Linked DNA regions of Mus musculus: regions 1 and 2 are each linked to region 3. The links are chromatin contacts, called in public HiChIP or PLAC-seq and promoter capture Hi-C maps. All regions are on one chromosome and are shown on one strand. Each heading gives the region's core, a stretch centred on a gene start, on an enhancer-like site or on the middle of the called end of the contact. The rest is flanking DNA. Distances are from core to core; before and after follow the strand shown. Region 1 overlaps Shc3 (src homology 2 domain-containing transforming protein C3). Region 2 has its middle 27 kb from the start of Shc3. Region 3 holds the start of Nxnl2 (nucleoredoxin-like 2).

Evidence for each region. Promoter capture Hi-C pulls out the DNA fragments that hold promoters and counts their contacts. HiChIP or PLAC-seq counts read pairs in DNA pulled down with a chosen protein or histone mark.
Region 1: a contact with region 3 is called in a promoter capture Hi-C map of maxillary cranial neural crest. The contact joins the enhancer-like site here to the promoter of Nxnl2 in region 3. A contact is called at or near these places in 14 of 39 promoter capture datasets (the 3T3-L1 cell line, the C10 cell line, cranial neural crest and 7 more), 26 of 484 Hi-C or Micro-C datasets (the 3T3-L1 cell line, B cells, the C2C12 cell line and 15 more), 9 of 115 datasets of contacts at active chromatin or transcription factors (VIP interneurons, embryonic limb bud, embryonic midbrain and 5 more) and 3 of 9 other capture datasets (adipose tissue, liver and macrophages).
Region 2: an H3K4me3 HiChIP or PLAC-seq map of forebrain shows a contact between it and region 3, with 4 times the contacts expected there. The contact joins the enhancer-like site here to the promoter of Nxnl2 in region 3. A contact is called at or near these places in 2 of 39 promoter capture datasets (cranial neural crest and second pharyngeal arch cranial neural crest), 1 of 15 datasets of contacts at CTCF or cohesin (the NIH/3T3 cell line), 3 of 484 Hi-C or Micro-C datasets (the G1E-ER4 cell line, the HL-1 cell line and embryonic stem cells), 2 of 115 datasets of contacts at active chromatin or transcription factors (embryonic stem cells and forebrain) and 1 of 9 other capture datasets (embryonic stem cells).

What each region holds. Positions count from the first base shown.
Region 1 is chr13:51,434,093-51,437,298 of GRCm38.p6, reverse strand. The region is part of intron 11 of Shc3 (src homology 2 domain-containing transforming protein C3); the gene reads left to right. Among named protein-coding and RNA genes, the nearest start is that of Gm32834, 17 kb to the right of the region's middle. Within about 2 kb of position 1,943, at least 7 of the 459 cell types and tissues checked have an H3K27ac peak or open chromatin away from gene starts, as enhancers often do.
Region 2 is chr13:51,594,136-51,597,843 of GRCm38.p6, reverse strand. No RefSeq gene overlaps it. Among named protein-coding and RNA genes, the nearest start is that of Shc3, 27 kb to the right of the region's middle. Within about 2 kb of position 2,248, at least 74 of the 459 cell types and tissues checked have an H3K27ac peak or open chromatin away from gene starts, as enhancers often do. A contact at or near this core is called in embryonic stem cells and forebrain, where this site is marked.
Region 3 is chr13:51,168,833-51,172,344 of GRCm38.p6, reverse strand. Nxnl2 (nucleoredoxin-like 2) reads right to left here and starts at 1,320. Exons shown (of 2, transcript NM_029173.4): 1 at 721-1,320. The coding sequence starts at 1,022.

The DNA of each region.
Region 1 (3,206 bases), core at 694-3,193, 260 kb before region 3:
GAAAGGGAGAGAGAAAAAAAACGGCCTGAGTCTAAATTTATTCCGGCGGTGTCTAGCAGCCTCTGGGCTCTCTTGCTGTGCACTGAGGTCACTGGGAAGCCAAAGGGAAGCCACCCAACCCAGCTCCAGGAGCCTCTGTGGTGGGTGGGGTGCTGAAGAAAGGGACTCTAAATAAATAGTGTTGGGGAGAGCTGGTGGAGGTTGTGGGAGAACCCTTGAAGATGGATCTTTGTGCCAAATCATTGTGTCAGCAGTGTATGTCTAAAACTATCCCCCACCCCTCAGTCATTCAGAGCTGAGTCCTCCTCTTGGCCCAGCGAGGCCGGCGCGGTGTGATGTGTTGGGAGAAACCACCAACACTCGAGTGTCCAGGTCCTCCATGGGCTTGACTCATGGAGCCCTCAGCTGTTGGCTCTCAGAGCTTTTACTTACTAGCCGTAAACAATGGCTCCACTTCCACAGTCATGAAGTCTTTCCCTGTTTCCTCTTGTTCTCCGACCCATGAGCTATACCTCCTGTGCATGCGTGCTCTCCCCTTGCCAGGACCCCAGTTGGGCCAACCCTATAATATGGCACCTCTCTTACCTTTATTTTGTACTGGTTTTCCAGGAAGGAAGGAGAGTAGGAGGAATTAAGGGAAGGGAGAAGTATTTAAAATAATTTTGTAATATATTCTTGCTTGACCTCTTGTCATTTTTTGCTTATAAATACTATTAGTGTACAGCTCCACCATTAAGAACACTAAAAATAAACTTACTGGAAAGTTACAGGAATAACAACTTATCTTTCCCTCAAGTTTCTGCTGCTTTGGAACGTTTCTTGACAACCTTATCAACTTTCTCTTTCTCTCTCTCTCTCTCTCTCTCTCCCTCTCTCTCTCTCTCTCACATAAGCATATGTTCATATACTTTGTAAAATTGTGTATTTAATTTCTAAAAGACTTTGTCACCCATTGAATAATTTTTTTCATACATTTATCTTAGCGGATGTAGTAAGTCCTTTGTTTTTGTTTTATGTGAACTGAATTTCTTTCTGTTTTCTGACTTGTCTTCTGAGTTGGAATTGGTCTGTTCCCTTTGTGCTGTGGTGTTTTAGGATATGGTCGTGGTGGTTGCTAGAAATAGGATGCTGTGTTAGGTGCCATGAGGTTGGTCTCTCTCTTGTATCTATCTGAACATCAAGGAAAGACAGGGAGAGAGAAAGGAGAGGGAGGCAGAGAGAAGGAGAAGAGAGGGGAAAGGTGGAGAGTAGGGAAAGAGGGAAGAAGGGAGAGAGGGGGAGGAAGGAAGAGGGCAAAGGGCAGAGAAAGGGGGAGAGACGGGGAGAAGGAGAGTAAGGAAGAGAGGGAGAGAGAAGGAGAGAAGGGTTAGGGGGAGAGAGGGAGGAGGAGGGGAAGGAGAGAGAGGAGAGAGAGAGGGAGAGAGGAGAGAGAGCAAGAGCGAGAGCGAGAGAGAGAGTGAGCGAGAGAGAGAGAGAGAGAGAGAGAGAGAGAGAGAGAGAGAGAGATAACCTCCTGGAGCAGAGCATCTGACTCTGGGAAGGGGAAGAGACCAATATTTCATTGACTCCCAGAAGTGCCTTACCTGGGGTCACTGCTGTTGTCTGCAGACAGCTTGTTTCATTTCGCCTGATTCTTACTTGCGGTCTTCTCCTCTGAAGGTGTAAACAAACAAGAGGAATGTGTGAGGCATGGGAGTTGTGTGTTCTGTGTCTACAGCCCAACCATTCCTAGGAACTAGCAATGGACAGGATGTAGATCTAGAAGGAAGGGGAGACTGGACTGAAGGAGGTCAGCAGAGGTCTCCATGCAGATCAGAGAAGGTCCTGAGGTTCTGGGTGGAGATCCCTCTGAGACAGTTCCCATCACATTGAGGAAGTCTGTGCACTTCCGCTGCTATGAAGCCCAGGCTTGGAGTGGCTTAGACTAGGAGTGACCTGTGCACTCAAGTCTATCAATCACTGGGACATGCTACCAAGCCACAAAGTAAGGCACATGCCTGCCCGGATCCCTCTGTCTCCTATCATGTGTCCTAGCAGGATTAGCTCCCCTGCCAGTAGTGTTAGGCATCTTCCTCCCAGTTTCTGGGCTGCCCAGGCACTGTTAGGTGCTTGGCCAACATTGAAGCTAGGCAAGTTCCTGCCTGGGTACCCCTCTGGAGGCCCAGTTCTGACTAGACTGTGTGCCATCCTTGCTGTGGGCAGCTGGGACCAGTCTCTGCCTGGCACAATGGTTTTCTAGGCGATGGCTATCACCAGGACTATGTTTAGATCACTCTCCAGGAAGGCAGAGATGAAGGTGCCACCCACTGTGATTGTGTCAAGTCACTGTCAGCTCTGGATTGGTATGACTTCCTTGTCAGGGAAGGTCCTGGGTGGGAAGGACCTATTTTGGGGGAATCTGTGTCGCTCCTGGAGTGCTGTGGGCTTGCCCCTCTCAGCTTCTTCCTGGGCTAGCATACGTGTAGAGTTCTGAGTGATGGAGCTGCTGTCCAGGAACAAAACCTTCCCAAGCACTACAAACCATGCTGAAGGAACCTTCCCCCTGGAAACTTTCAATTCCCCTAATATTGCATGCTTGTGACCACAAGGGGGCAATACATGCACAATTTTATGGATGCTGGAGAGGTGCCTCACCTGGGAGCCATTTTAGACAGGCAGGCATCCTGCCTTGATGTTGTTCCCCAGGAGACTCACCTGCAGGGAGATGCCATCTTCCTCTTCTCTAGCTTGACTCTGACCTTGTGGGATCTCACGGAGATATAGGGATGGTTGTGTTCCCTGTGGGCCTTCCTCTGTTCATGAGTCTGATGCTGTGATCATTGAGACAGATTTGGAGACCCCGTGGGTAGCGGTGTCTGCTTCCCCCTGTTCGCAGAACTGAAGGTTCCCTGTGATTTCTTCTGTGGTGGGTCAGACAGCACCCAACCCCTGAAGGCTTGAAGAGACAGCACACCTTCTAAGTTCTTCTGAGCTCCCAAAGATGGGTGAGGTCTGCAGTAGGGTTTTGTGGGAGCCCACAAGAGCTGCCAAGTTATCTTCTTGGCACGAGAGACTGGCCGTTTCCCCAGCCACAGAGCTCCTGAGACAGTATTTTCAAGGTGGAACTGCCTGTGACAGGATCCTTTATGGGCGGTTGTGACTTAGAGAAAACCATCTGTACTGAGAAGGTACTAAGGGTCTTCTTGCTGTTGTCCTTCAGACTGAGC
Region 2 (3,708 bases), core at 999-3,498, 420 kb before region 3:
CTCCCAAGTGCTGGGATTAAAGGCGTGTGCCACCACGCCCGGCTGACTTCACTGTCTTGTGAGCATGCCTACCATGATGCGATATGCAATATACAGTGAAGTTGGGTCCTTTGCCAGGCCACATAATGCCATATGTGCTCTTAGACTTGCAGCCTCCCAAAGTGTCCTGCCTTGACTTCCCTCAGTGACCAAGTGTGACCTGAGAGCTCTAAGCCGAAATAAATGCAAAATCCTCTCCAGGTTGCTTTTGGCCATAGTATTTTATCGCAGCCATAGAAAACTTAACTCAGAAACATTCCCGCCATGATGGACCCTATGTGATCATGTGACTGTGAGCCAAAATCTTCCTTTGAGCTGCTTTGGCAGATGTTTGGCCACAGGAAGGAGGGAAGTGATCCCTCCTAATACAGGGAGGATGAGGGATCAGGGTCTGTGTGCAGGGTAGGGGATGTTTCCCTGGGTGCTCCACATAGACAGTGTCCTCAAGCCAGGTCCTTGCAGACTGCCTCCAGGAGGCTTTCCTGGACAGCCAGGAGACTCTGTTAGCGGTGAGACTCCACGCCTAATTCAGTAGCACACTGTTTGCACAGAACGCTTTGGCTCATGGTTTTACCCGTTCACCGCCATGGGTCCTAAGTTCTCATGTCTTCATGATATAAAATGTAATTATTTACATAGCCCTAGTGATCCAGTTATAACCAGAGTGCCTTCCCACAAGTGTGTTCAAGCTTCTGTTTGAGCGTCTTCAGGCCCCAGGGTTTGTTTATCAAGGCCACTTGAGTGACTCTGTTGCCATTTCTCATGGGAAGAGCAGGTATAGAGGGCGTGTGGGTGGGCCACTAGAGGGATCCTGGAGAGCACTGAGGTGCAAGCTGTTTGCAGGAGGCCTTTGGCAACGTCAAAGAGGAAGTCAGGGGGAATCTGTAGTCTAGCAGATCTTTACATGGCATCTTCCTTGGAAACTAGTGCCTCAATACAGGTTTAGAGAGAGGGCATCTGTTCTACATCATAGATTTCAAGAGCCAGGGAGTAGAGTCATACCCTGGTCTAGTGAAGGCTGATTCAGGAGTTCAGAGCAAGGAGCAGGATTAAGACTGACAAGCCAACCCACTGGAAACGGAATCTTCCCAAGTGTTCTACATTCTCAGTTGCATACTACTTATTCCTAAAGCCACAAGAATGAGTCCGTTTTCTGTGGCCGTAACGAAATACCAGAGTACCTTATAAAGAGGTTTATTTACCTTCCAGTGTCCTAACCACTGGCCTTTCACATCCTGTGGAGACGGTGAAGGAATATCGGCTAGGCCACCAACTCTCAACACTCCCACACTGAGGGTCAGGTTTCTAACGGATAACATAGTAGGACAAAACCATCCAAGTTTGACAAGCACATCCTTCTGGGAAAGCCAGCTGTGTCTTGAATTAAGATGAAAAGACTGAGGCTGGTAATGGTGTGGACAGAAACGGGGAACGGGGCAGGGATTGACTTTAGGGAAGATGTCCTCTCTCCCTCACCCTCCTGGCTTGTCTCTATCCCTCCAGGATCTAATTTTTAACTTTGGGATACTCAGAATAGTAAAAGAAAAAAAAGAAAGCTTTTTTGAAAGCTGTGCTCTTGTCTGTGTAGGTATTTGTGTATCAGGTACCTAATGTGGCTAAAATGAACAACTGTGGTCAGACTTCAGGAGGTTGCAGAAGGTCAGAAGTTCAAGGCCAGCCTTGGTTACTCAGTTAAATCGGAGGCTAACCTGGGCTGAGACTCTGCCTTACCACCACTACCTCATCCTCTTGAAAACAACAACAACAACAACAACAACAACAACAACAACAACAACAACAGCCAACTCAATCAAACCATGAGCAGCGAAAGAAACTCGTGGTTGTAGAGTTTACTGGAACAATATTGGAATATTTCGATCTCGCCGCCTCAGGGGCTCACGGAACTGGAACTTCTGTAGACTGGGATTTGAAGGAGCTGAGGAATAGGTGTGTTTGGTGCTTGGACTTGTGTGGGATCCAGAGCAGAACATTAGTTGATGGAGACAAGTCTGGTTCTTGAAACTCACTGGTCACGATAGCCTCTCTCTTTACTCTGGGGATAGGCACTCTTCTAGGTAGTGAGAGGGTGTGTTGTGGGAGTTTTACTCTGGTAACCGCAGTTTGCTTAATGCCCATTTGAGTAAACGAGCCAGACATAATGTGGGCTGTTGAAAGGGGCGTGGGCGGGTCCGCCCTCAATCATGGGTGCGCAGGGATGCGTAGCCTATCCTCATCTTTCCAACTGAAGAAGTCCTCTTGTCTTCTTGAGTGAGTGAGGGTGATGGAGAACGGGTGCTGCCGGGCATTTTAATGGCTGAATAGGGGACTTGCTGGGTTGGCCTGAGAGGATCCTCTGTGGAGAGGCTCTGGGCGTTTCCCTGTGCCATAGTTTTTTTTTTTTTTTTTTTTTTTTTAAGTTATACTCTTGCCCCTCCTCCCAGTTTCACCATTGCTCTGTGGCATCAGTAGCGTTTCCTTTCCTGTTTGGAACCGTGAACCTCATAGGCGTTACTAGGAGCGTTTCCAGGGGCTCCAGGGATTTTATGCGTTGGGACAGGAAGCACACTGCCTCTGTCTCTTAGGTTGGGACTCTTGATCTGCCGCCATCGTCTGCACGCAGCACCCACACCCCTACAGCAGCCACGCACCAGCAGCAGCCTCGTGAGCCAGCAACACCCACGCCCCTACAGCAGCCACGCGCCAGCAACACCCACGTGCACCTGCAGCACCCACGTATCCCCCACCCCCACGTCACCCACGCAACCCTACTTCACCCACGCACTGGCAGCACCCACATGCGCCTGCCTCACCCACCTACGTGCGCCCAGCCTTGCCTCTGCCGCGCCCGCAAAGTGCGCAAGGGAGGATGCCACAGTCCGCCAGAGTTAGGAGGCGGAGGTTTAGCAGCGTTTCTAGGATAACCGGTCAAACCACCGAGAGGAGGGGTGTTGGTGGTACAGAGGGAGGGTCTCAGGAAGTGGAGACGCTGGGAGCCCAGGCGCTTATCCTACTTAATTTCAAAAGAATTTTAGGCTCCTGCGGAAGAGAACTTGGAGGGTGGGGCTGAAGCGATCCAGAGTTGGCCCCGGTGGAGAGCCTCACCACGCTAGGATTTAAAGCAGGCGAGGCGAAGAAGCAAATAGACCCATCCGAACCGAGAAAGCCCAGTGTAGAAAATAAGACTGAACAACAATCCTTGATTTTAGCATACGGAAGCCACAGCGCTGCTATTATCAGGAAAGAAGAGTCCAAACGGCTTGAGACAATTTAAACTGTTTTGCATTCTCAAGTTTATTATTCCTTCTTTCTTTTTGTGAGGTGGCTGGTGAAACCCCTTTCAACGATTTAAAAATAGATTGGTGTTCAGAATGTATTTTAAAATGTCTGCCTAATGTAAACAGTGTTAGAATTTAGTACTATAAATAGCTTTTGAATTATTTATACCTCAAAAAAAATTTTTTTCATTGTAATCCTGAGGTTAGCCCGTTAGTTTGGATAAGAAGAAATGAAAATAAAACACAACTATTTCTACTTGAAATTGGATATGAAATCACAGTATTAAAAACCAAACAATATATTAAGAGGTGAGGTTTATCTGTGTGTTACAATATCAACCTGCCAGGGAGGTCACAGGTTCTAGGGAGGAACAAACGTGTTGTCAAACTGACC
Region 3 (3,512 bases), core at 71-2,570:
AAGTTGGCTTTGCTTCGTTTTCCAGAAAGGATTCACCGGTAGCATCGCAACTTGGATAACAAAGCCAGGACCCAGAGTTAAAGGATACCCAGGAACTGACATCTGTCCTAGAAGCGGGCAGGTCTGGGGGACGTGTGTTATGAGATCTCCATCTGGACTCTTCCATACCCACCTCTCACCCTTTATTGCTTCTTCTCCTGAAACTCTCAAGCCCTGCCTGCTCTAACATCTGTAGTTAGGGAACTCCATTGCTGTAGGTAAAAATAAGTCGCAGAGATGGCTAGCTAATATTTGACCTAGCTCTTCCCGCTATGAGCGCTATGAGGCCCTCCCCACTTCTCCCGGGGTACATCCGCTCCCCCCAACTCAGCTCTGTGGATAAGGCGGGGATCCACAGCGTCAGGAGGGTGGCTTCCCACCCTTCCTTCTGCCCACTGATCAAGGAGCCTAGCTAAGGGATGCCAGCCAGCATCAGTACCAGTCCTGGGGCTCCTGAGACATGTGAATTCCTGACACTCCAATCGTAAAAGGCAGAAAACGCTGGCAGACCGGAGCCCCGTGGATGCTGAAACCAAGATTCGGGGGAATTGGCCCACATTGAGATCTGAACAGCAAAAAAGGCCAGATAGAAAGTTAAGGGCTCTGAAACAATAGCACGGTACAGGTGCAGTCCTGGGGGAGCCAGAGCGCCAGCCCCATGACCCCTGGGTCCCCACTCACTGCCGGTAGGGGTCGTGGAAGGGCAATGCCAGCCAGGAGCCGTGCAGCTCGCGCATGAAGTCCAACATCTCCTCCGCACTGCCGTCTGCCGACACGAAAACCACCTCGAAGGGAGCGGGCCGCCGCGCCTCGCTCACCAGCTCCGTGTAGAAGTCGCAGAGCAGCGGCGTGAAGTCGCGGCTGGGCGAGCACCGGCCCGCCGCAAAGTACAAAGCTACCACCTTGTTCTGCAGCGCCACCTCGGCCTCCACCACCGTGCCCTCCCGGGTCACCAGGCGCCGCCCGCCCAGCACGTCCACCATCGCCACGAGCTCGGCGTGAAGAGGACACAGTGGAGAGACGAGCCCTGGGCTGCACGGCCACCTGTTAGCTGGAAGATGACACTGAGCCTCCCGCAGCACTAGGCGCCTCTCAGCCCCGCCTTCTGCTGGAACAGCTCACCTTGAGCCGAAGGGAGGAGAGAGCACAGTGGCCACTCCAGAAGCTGCGACAGCAGCGATGACAGCTGGGTGCCCCGCACCAAAAAGCAGAGCCACGCCATCAACCTCTCCCACCCTCTATTTTATCCTGCCTTGCAAACCCTCTCTACCCACCAGAGTCCTTAACATCCACCAGAGCCCTGCCCCGCTCCACCTGCGCCCCGCCCACCGGCATCCTGTCTCGCTCACCCACAACTAGTCCGGACATCCGAGGCTTGTTCGGGTCCACGCCCCCATCCCACCCCACGGGCCCAGTTCCACACCACCTAATCCACTCCTGCTCTGTTCTGCGGACCGGAGTTCTGTTCCGCCCACCAGCCCCTCCCCACCTCACCCAAAAGAGCCTAGACTCACCAGGGTTCTGCCCCGCCCACTGCCCCTACTCCTCCATCCACGCCACGCCCCTCACCCTCCCTTGGAGAATCTTCCAGCCCTAGATAAGCCTTACAGCTTTCCTGGCTCCAGCTGGCCATCTCCAATCCGCCCTCCCAATCCAGAAAAGCATTCCCTCATTGAGCCTGGAGCCCCCACCCCCACCCCCCACCCCCGAAGCTGTTGTGTCTGCTTAGGGCCTCTGAAAAGGGTTGAGGAAGCTAAAGGGTTCTTCTACCTCTAATCGAAATAGGCAGGCTATGGGGAGCCTGGGCTCTTGTGTTCCGGATGTATACCTCCACCGCCCATATCCTGGAGTTCTGGAAGAAAATTGAGGGCAGATCTCAACGTTGACGGAGGAGAGCCAGAGTGCTAAAGATACGCAGGCGCTGTGACGGTCCAGAAGTTTTTACAGTAAGAAAGTTTCAGCTCCCTGCCAAGCTGGAGGAGGCACTCTTGTGGGTCAGCGTGTACCGGCACACCCAAAACCTTAGGGATCTAGATAACTAACCCTCAAGAGCAGTATTTTAAAAATTAAAGAGTAGGATCTGGAAAGATGGCTGAGTCATTAAGAGCGCTGGCTGGTGGCTCTTGCCGAGGACGCGTGTTCTTTTGTCAGCACCCTCAAGGTGGCTTACAAAACTTCTGAAACTCCAGTTCTAAGGGATCACACACCCTCTTCTGGCTTCTAAGGGCACCAGGCACACATATGGTACAATGCGGGCAACGCATTCATACACATAAAGTAAGAATAAATAAAACATATTGCAAAAAGGTTGTAGGAAATTATTGAAACTTAGAGGCGGTGACGGAAACCAGCATATAGGATCCCAGATCATGCCACTTTGGTGCGCTGGTTGTTTGGAGTTCTAAGCACTCTGAAAACAGCAAACCGAGGAGAGGTTTCTCTGTGCTTCCCCGTTGTGCCCTCAAGGCAGGTTTGCCGAGAGAACTGAACTGCCATCGACAGAGACTTTCACAATTCCCAGACAAACTGCCTGAGCCTCCTCTATCTCATGTGTATTCCTCCAAGGACCTGTTCATCTCCAGTAAGTGAGCTACGCCTGCCTTTCCCCTGTGGGGGTGGACTAAATCCCTCGACCCTGTCACATTCACCGGTAGTCACTTTTCTATCCCCATATCAACTGCTAAAGAGTGGTTTTCCCCTATGCACCTGCCAAGTGTCAGCTTATTCAACAGACACCATGGAATGTCTGTCCAGCCTGATTTTGGAAGCCTTCAGCTGCCCTCCCGCAGAGGCAGCCTATCATCTGCAGGGGTGATGGGACTCTACATTGCCTGGGTGCCCAACTTGACTGGTCCCCTCTCAGAGCTTCAGTGGACTCTGTAGAGACTTGGAGGGATCGTGACTTTCGATGTAGAACTTCAGGGGCCAGCAAGCTGGCTCTGTGGCTTTAGATATTTGTGGTTAAGTTCTAAGCCTGACCACCTGAGTTTGTCCCCTGATCTCAGTGGAAGGAGCAATCTTACTCCCAAAGGTTATCCTCCTGCCTCCTGCCTCTCTATGCAAACCACAGCACTTCAAAGAGTCAGAGCTTCAAGCAAAGCTTCAAGTTTATTGATGAAGAAGGACGGACACACTTGAGCCAAGTCAAGTGCGGCATCAGAACAGGAGCTAACTGTTGTCAATGTGATTTAGCATTCGGTGTTCCAATTTTAATATGTTCTCCATTTACCAAAGCTGAGGGAAACTAAAAAGAAAAAAAGTGTCCTTGGTCTTATTTCCTTGTTGTAAGATGTGAGGTTTTTGTTAAAAGGTTTATTTTAGAACTATTGATGTGTCTTTCGGTTGTACGGGTGCCCGTAGAAGCCAGAAGCGAGCATCGGCTCCCCTGACGCTGGAGTTAGAAGCAGTTGTGAGCCACGTGCTTTGGGCTCTTGGATCTCTAATCCTCTACACGAATAGAAAGGCCTCTTAAC